Linked DNA regions of Macaca mulatta: region 1 is linked to region 2. A link is a contact called in public Hi-C data. All regions are on one chromosome and are shown on one strand. Each heading gives the region's core, a stretch centred on a gene start, on an enhancer-like site or on the middle of the called end of the contact. The rest is flanking DNA. Distances are from core to core; before and after follow the strand shown.

Evidence for each region. A called contact is a pair of places that touch in the nucleus more often than the background predicts.
Region 1: a Hi-C map of fetal cortex germinal zone shows a contact between it and region 2, with 5 times the contacts expected there. The contact joins the promoter of ZNF793 here to the promoter of ZNF585B in region 2. A contact is called at or near these places in 2 of 14 Hi-C or Micro-C datasets (blood and fetal cortex germinal zone).

Annotation. Positions count from the first base shown.
Region 1 is chr19:48,575,602-48,578,548 of T2T-MMU8v2.0, forward strand. ZNF793 (zinc finger protein 793) reads left to right here and starts at 1,617. Exons shown (of 7, transcript XM_077982522.1): 1 at 1,617-2,075; 2 at 2,724-2,807. The coding sequence starts at 2,775. The region is part of intron 3 of ZNF569 (zinc finger protein 569); the gene reads right to left.
Region 2 is chr19:48,356,317-48,359,687 of T2T-MMU8v2.0, forward strand. It overlaps ZNF585B (zinc finger protein 585B), which reads right to left and starts at 1,986. Exons shown (of 5, transcript XM_077982393.1): 1 at 1,957-1,986. All of the region lies in intron 1 of ZNF875 (zinc finger protein 875), which reads left to right. The region is part of intron 1 of ZNF383 (zinc finger protein 383); the gene reads left to right. It overlaps LOC144337446 (a long non-coding RNA gene), which reads right to left and starts at 499. Exons shown (of 2, transcript XR_013410609.1): 1 at 1-499.

The DNA of each region.
Region 1 (2,947 bases), core at 367-2,866, 220 kb after region 2:
GAAGCCTGGCTCAGTCTGTTTAGTTCCGTCTTCTCGGGTTTCTACCTGAGACTAGAATACGGCGTAGTGAAGGTGGTGAGAGCTCAAGTGCCCGTGAAGGCCGGGTCAGCTGGAGCCTTAAGGTCCTGGCAGCGGCTAGAACAGGGAGGAGTGACGTTGTGTGACTGTATGTGTGAAACTTCGGCCATGGAATTTGGAGTTTGGGGTTTCCCGGGCGAGAGACCATGTCCAGTGACATCTGAGGTCGTGCGAATATGCGACCTTTTGTGTGACCATGGTCGCGTTTTATATTCTCGTGGCTGTTTGATTCTGACCTTGCATGTATTTGTTCTTTCTGGACTTCTCGAAGTGACAGTGTTACTGGATTTCATGACCCGGGATCGTGAGCGAAAAGTAGTGTGGCCAATCCGCCTGGATTCTAAACAGACTTGGCCTTACTAGCTGTGTCATCTCAGACTAGGTACTTAATTTCTCCATGCCTTTAGTCTTAATATCTTTTTTTTTTTTTTTTTTTTTTTTGAGACAGAGCCTCACTTTGTAACCCATGCTGGAGTGCTGCGGCGCGATGCTGGCTCACTGCTGCCTCGAACTCCCGGGCTCAAGCGATTCTCTGCCTCAGCCTTCCGAGTAACTGGGACTACAATCACGGGACACCCCGCCTGGCTGATTTTTTTTTTTTTTTTTTTTTTTAATTCTTAGAGATGAGGTCTCACTGTTGCCCAGGCTGGTCTCAAACTTCTGAGCTCAAGCGATCCTCCGCCTGGGCCTCACAAAGTGCTGGGGTTACAGGCAAGAGCCGCACAGGGCCGGTCTTAATACCTTTAATAAAGAGATAATAGGCCGGACGTGGTGGCTTACGCCTGTGATCCCAGCACTTTGGGTGGCCAAGGCGGACGGATCATTTGAGGTCTGGCGGTTTTTTCTCTTTTTCTTTCTTTCTTTTCTTTTTTTTAGACGGACTTTTGCTCTGTCGCTCAGGCTGGAGGGCAGTGGCGTGATGTCGGCTCACTGCAACCTCCGCCTCTCCGCCTCCCGGGTTCAGGCAGTTTTCCTGCCTCAGCCTCCTGAGTAGCTGGGACTACAGGCGCGTGCCACCACGCCCGGCTAATTCTTTTGTATTTTTATTAGAGACGGGATTCCACGATGTTGGTCAGGCTGGTCTGGAACTCCTGACCTCGTGATCTGCCCGCCTCGGCCTCCCAAAGTGCTGGGATTTCAGGCGTGAGCCACCGCGCCTGGCCAAGGGTAGCCAGTGGGAGGCTGCCAGGAGTGTAGTACGCTTGCGCAGTTTATCTCCTCGCACCCTCGCCCCCCCCCCAACTTTTTTCGGGTATCCAGCACAATTCTAGGAATTCGCCTCCCACCCATTTTGAGTAGACGCGCCACTAGCGCATTCCCACGCACAAACCTTTTCCCTGCGGCCAACCCGCGGTTCTCAACTCCCCGCCCTGGTTGCTAAGTGGGGTGCACGGAGCGCTTGTGCCTACCATACCAGCCACTGTAGTGTAATGCTGGGTCCCGTCCCTGTGACCCAGCCAGGCTAGGAGCTGCAGGGAATCCGGACTTTCGGGCTCTCTGGAAGGCAGGGGAAGAGGCCAGCGTGGGAGGACCTGGTGGGGAGGGGGCAGTGTTACAAACCCTGCGCGGAGCTGCCCTGTTGCTGCCAGACCCTACGGCGCCGCGACCTTTTCTACTCCGGACTACGTTTCCCAGCTGCCCCCGCGGGAGCTGGGCCCGCGGCCCCTTTGTGTCCTCCGGGGGCCGAGGCAGCTGAGGCGCTTCTTTCCGGGCCCGTAGGGGCTGGGTTCCATCCAACTCAGGGTAGGGGTGTGATCCAAGCGAAGATTCCCCAAGCCTTTGGGGCGGGAACGGGCTCTTCCCCCAGCTCTGTTCTGCAGGTAGGGAGTGGGCTGAGGAGTGGCGTGTGGTTCTCCGGAAGCTCGTCCCAGGCCCTCTGTGTGACTCCGGTGCAAGTGGAGGTTGGTACCGTAGTGCGAGGCTGTCACCGCGTGTGCCTGTCCACGTCCTGTGTGACTGGGTGCGAGGGAGTCAGTGGCACCGTGGAGTGTGAGGCTGTGAGTTGGGGGGGGAGCGGGCGAGTGTTCGCTGCCCCTTGTTGGGCCGATACCCGCGGCCTCTTTGTGACTGGGTTGTGAGACTGTCGCTTGTGATAGATACCCTGGTGTCTGAGCCTTGCCGGTATGGGAAAGGGTGCCCGTGTGAGACAGTCCATACCCATGGCCTCTGACTGTGGCGTGGGTAAGACGGTGGTTGGCACTGTAGTTTTTCAGACTCTGATTATGTGGGGCATTGAATGAGAGACTGTGTGCCACCGAGAGGCTTTTAAAGCCGGCTCAAGTCATATCAATGTGCCACCAAGTTTCAGAATCACTGATTTATTGGAGAGGAGGATTGTGGAGTCAGGTCCTCTTTTATTTGATCTTGGTGCTCTTATTTATTAGTTCTGTGTCTTTATGTGAAAGCTTACATTCCTCTGAGTCTGTATTTGTAAAACCTAGAACATCTGGTGTTAAGCTAAGGAATTGGAAAATGATTTAGGCATGAGTTAAATTGTATGTAAACAAACTCCTAGGTCTCCATTATGTTCTCTATATTGGAGGGAAGGTTGCAAGAGGAGGAAAGAGAATCCTAAAAAGTCTAGACTGGTGATTCTGGATGCTGCAAGAAAAGTCTAGTTTCTCATGTTCTTTTCCCCATCTCAGTTATCTGAGGCCACTGCCATTTCCCAAGAGAAGAGCAAGGAGGGAGAAAGAATGGCTGTTGGGCTTCTTAAAGCCATGTACCAGGTGCGTTGGTGTTTTCTCTATTTCCTGAATACCTGTCTGCTTTTCAGAACAAGCAGATACTAATTTTCCTTCTGCTGAAACGTTTCTGGGTAACCAGTCATATCACTTATCAACACTCTCCACTGGATTCCCATCTTATT
Region 2 (3,371 bases), core at 736-3,235:
ATTGAAACATAAAGCGCACTTCTAAATGGCTCATGGGTCAAAGAAAAACAATTACTGGAAAAAAATTTTAAACACTTAGATTTGAACAATAGGAAACTGCTACACATCAAAACTTGTTCACCTTTATATTACAGGCTGAAACTGAAAGAACTGAACTTTTAACTCAGGTCAGAAAGCAAGCTGATCACAGTCCTCACCGATCACCATAGCTGATCCTGCAGGCTCTCAGTCACTGACCACAGACTCCCCTCACTGACTCCTAAACACCAATCACTGATCCCAAAGAGGCCCATCAATGACCCGAGAAATCCCTGTCACAGACAACCATCAACGGACGTCACAGACCCCCATCACCGAGCCCCGAAACCACCATCACTAATTCCACAGACAACTCCTCTATTACTGACTTCACAGAATTCCTAATTGCAACCAACCAAAATCATCACAGAGACCTCTTGGCAATAAAACGTGAAAATACTCCTGACACCAGCGGCGAACTAGCCCTCGGGGACCACTTCCACTTCCGGTCCGACTTCTAGCACTTCCCCTTGTGGTCTGTTGATATTGCGCATGCTCCAAATTAACTTGGAAGCAATTTCCGCCCACAGTCAACAGGGCGCAGACACATCTTTAGAGACATCGTGCAGTTTCCGTAATCGGAGCTATCGGGCAGAGAATATAACCGCGCCCTTATGGTGTTTATTCGTGTGGGCCGCCATCTTGGATGCGTATCGATTCCGTACAGTGGAGGAGTCCGCCTCTTGCAGGGTTGACTAGAGTAAGGCAAGGATTTTCACGTAGAATGCAAGACTGTTACCATAGTTTGGCCACGCTTATACCCAAGAAGAAGACGTTCCTGAAGATAGGATCTGGAGCTTTATTTATTTATGTATTTATTTAATTTTTTTAATACGGAGTCTTGCCTAGGCTGGAGTGCACTGGCGCCATCTCGGCTCACTGCAACCTCTGCCTCCCAGGTTCAAGCGATTCTCCTGCCTCCGCCTCCCGAGTAGCTGGGATTACAGGCAAGCGCCACTACACCCAGCTAATTTTTTGTGTTTGTAGTAGAGACGTGGTTTCACCATGTTGGTCAGGCTGGTCTCGAACTCCTGCCCTCAAATGATCCGCCCACCTCGGCCTCCCAAAGTGCTGGGATTATAGGCGTGAGCCACCGCGTCCGGCTGTTATATTTATAATAGCTAAGTTAGCCCTTGGTTAGGGCACACTGCAGAAAACAATGATTCCCTAGAAGAAACCATGGGGGAACAAGGAAGCCAGGGATCCTGAGAGAAATAAGGAAGATAAGAGGAGGCATTAGGATCGTACAATCTATTTTTTGGAGACACCACTCAGAAGGGTGGATTGGGATCCGAGTTCACTCCTGGGTGAAACCACTAGGCAAGAGGGAGTTATGTCACAATAGATAGTATCCTGCAGGAAGGGAGGTACAATTTTTAATAGTTGAAAACACATTAGGAAATAGGTTAGAAGTTGGGTTAGTACAATCCTCTCCTAGGAGATACCATGGAAGAGGGGTTAGAAGTCTAAGCATCCCCTTTGAAATGGCTCGTAGGAGGCTTTGGGAGGTATAGATATTTTAATCCCCTTAATCTCCATCAGCATCCACCCTAGCTACCTCAAGCATGGCTATAGCAGGCAGCAACAATAAAAATAATAATAGCCTTGGCCAGACACGTGGTTCACGCCTGTAATCCCAACGCTTTGGGAGGCCGAGGCAGGTGGATCATCTCAGTGGGGAGATCGAGACCATCCTAGCCAACATGGTGAAACCCTGTCTCTACTGAAAATACAAAAATTAGCTGGGTGTGGTGGCACACGCCTGTAGTCCCAGCTACTTTGGAGGCTGAGGCAGTAGAATCACTTGAACCCGGGACGTGGAGGTTGCAGGGAGCTGAGATGGAGCCACAGCACTCCAGCCTGGTGACAGAGGGAGACTCCAAAGAGCTGGGATTATAGGCGTGAGCCACTGTGCCTGGCCAGGGAGTTTTTTTTGTTGTTGTTGTTGTTTTAATTGCAAAGAGATGTTGAATTTTGTCAAATGCTTTTTCTGTTTCTATTGTGATGACCATATGATTTTTGTCCTTCATTCTGTTAATGTGATGTATTGCATGTATTAATTTGCATATGTTAAACCATCTTTGCTTCCCTGGGATAAATCCCACTTGATCATCATGTATATAATCTTTTTGACGTGCTATCGGATTTGGTTTGCTAGTATTTTGTTGAGGATTTTTGCATCTGTGTTTATCAGAGATCTTGGCCTGTAGTTTTCTCTTTCTTCTGTCCTTGTCTGGTTTTAGTATAAGGGTGGTGCTGGCCTCACAGAATCAGTTTGGAAAAATTCCTTCCCCTTCAATTTTTTTGGATTAGTTTGAGAAATATTGGAATTTGTTCTCCCTGAAAAGTTTGGTAGAATCAAATCCAAGAAGGGGATGATGGGAACCTCTAATTTTCAGGCAAACTAGACAGTTGTTGGTAATCAGGTGACTTAGTAGTTGTCATTGGCATCTGAAGAGGTGGGCAGTCTTGTGGGACTGAGCAATTAACCTGTAAGGTCTGTGCTGACTCAGGTTAGTGTCAGACTTGAATTCAATTGTAGGACACCCAGGCAGGGAGGGTTGGAGAAGCTGTGTCAGAAAAACTCCACATATTTTGTGTTAGAAATGAAACATTCTGGAAGTATTGAGTGTTGTGAGAGTATATTTTTAAAAACCAGTTTGTTTTTCCTATGCAACTGTATAAAAAGACATATCAAGTCTCACTCCCCCCGCCACCCCAATCACTATAGGTTACCACTATAGGTATTGTTTCCGGTTCACGTTTCCAATACTTCTTTTTTGCTATCTTTTCTTTTTTTAGTGCATATAAACAAATGCTTATGTCTAATCTGATTTCCTTTTCTTTTTTTAGACAAACTATGTTATACTGTTCTATACTTTCCATTTTTTTATATATTCTAGAATTAATGTCATTCTGTAGAGATGACATTTTTTTTTTCTGCTATGTGTGTACCGGCTGCATAAAACTTTATGATGTGACTGTGGTGATTTGAGCTGCTGCCGTTATCAAATACTAAGCATCTATGTGGACCTTCCTCCCTCCCTCCCTCTCTCTCTCTTTCTTTCTTTGACGGAGTTTTGCTCCAGGCTGGAGTGCAGTGGTTCGATCTTGGCTCACTGCAACCTCTGCCTCCCAGGTTCAAGCGATTCTCCTGCCTCAGCCTCCTGAGTAGCTGGGATGACAGGCGCGTGCCACAACGCCCAACGAATTCTTTGTATTTTTAGTAGAGACGGGGTTTCATCATGTTGGCCAGGTTGGTCTTGAACTCCTGACCTCAGGTGATCCACCCA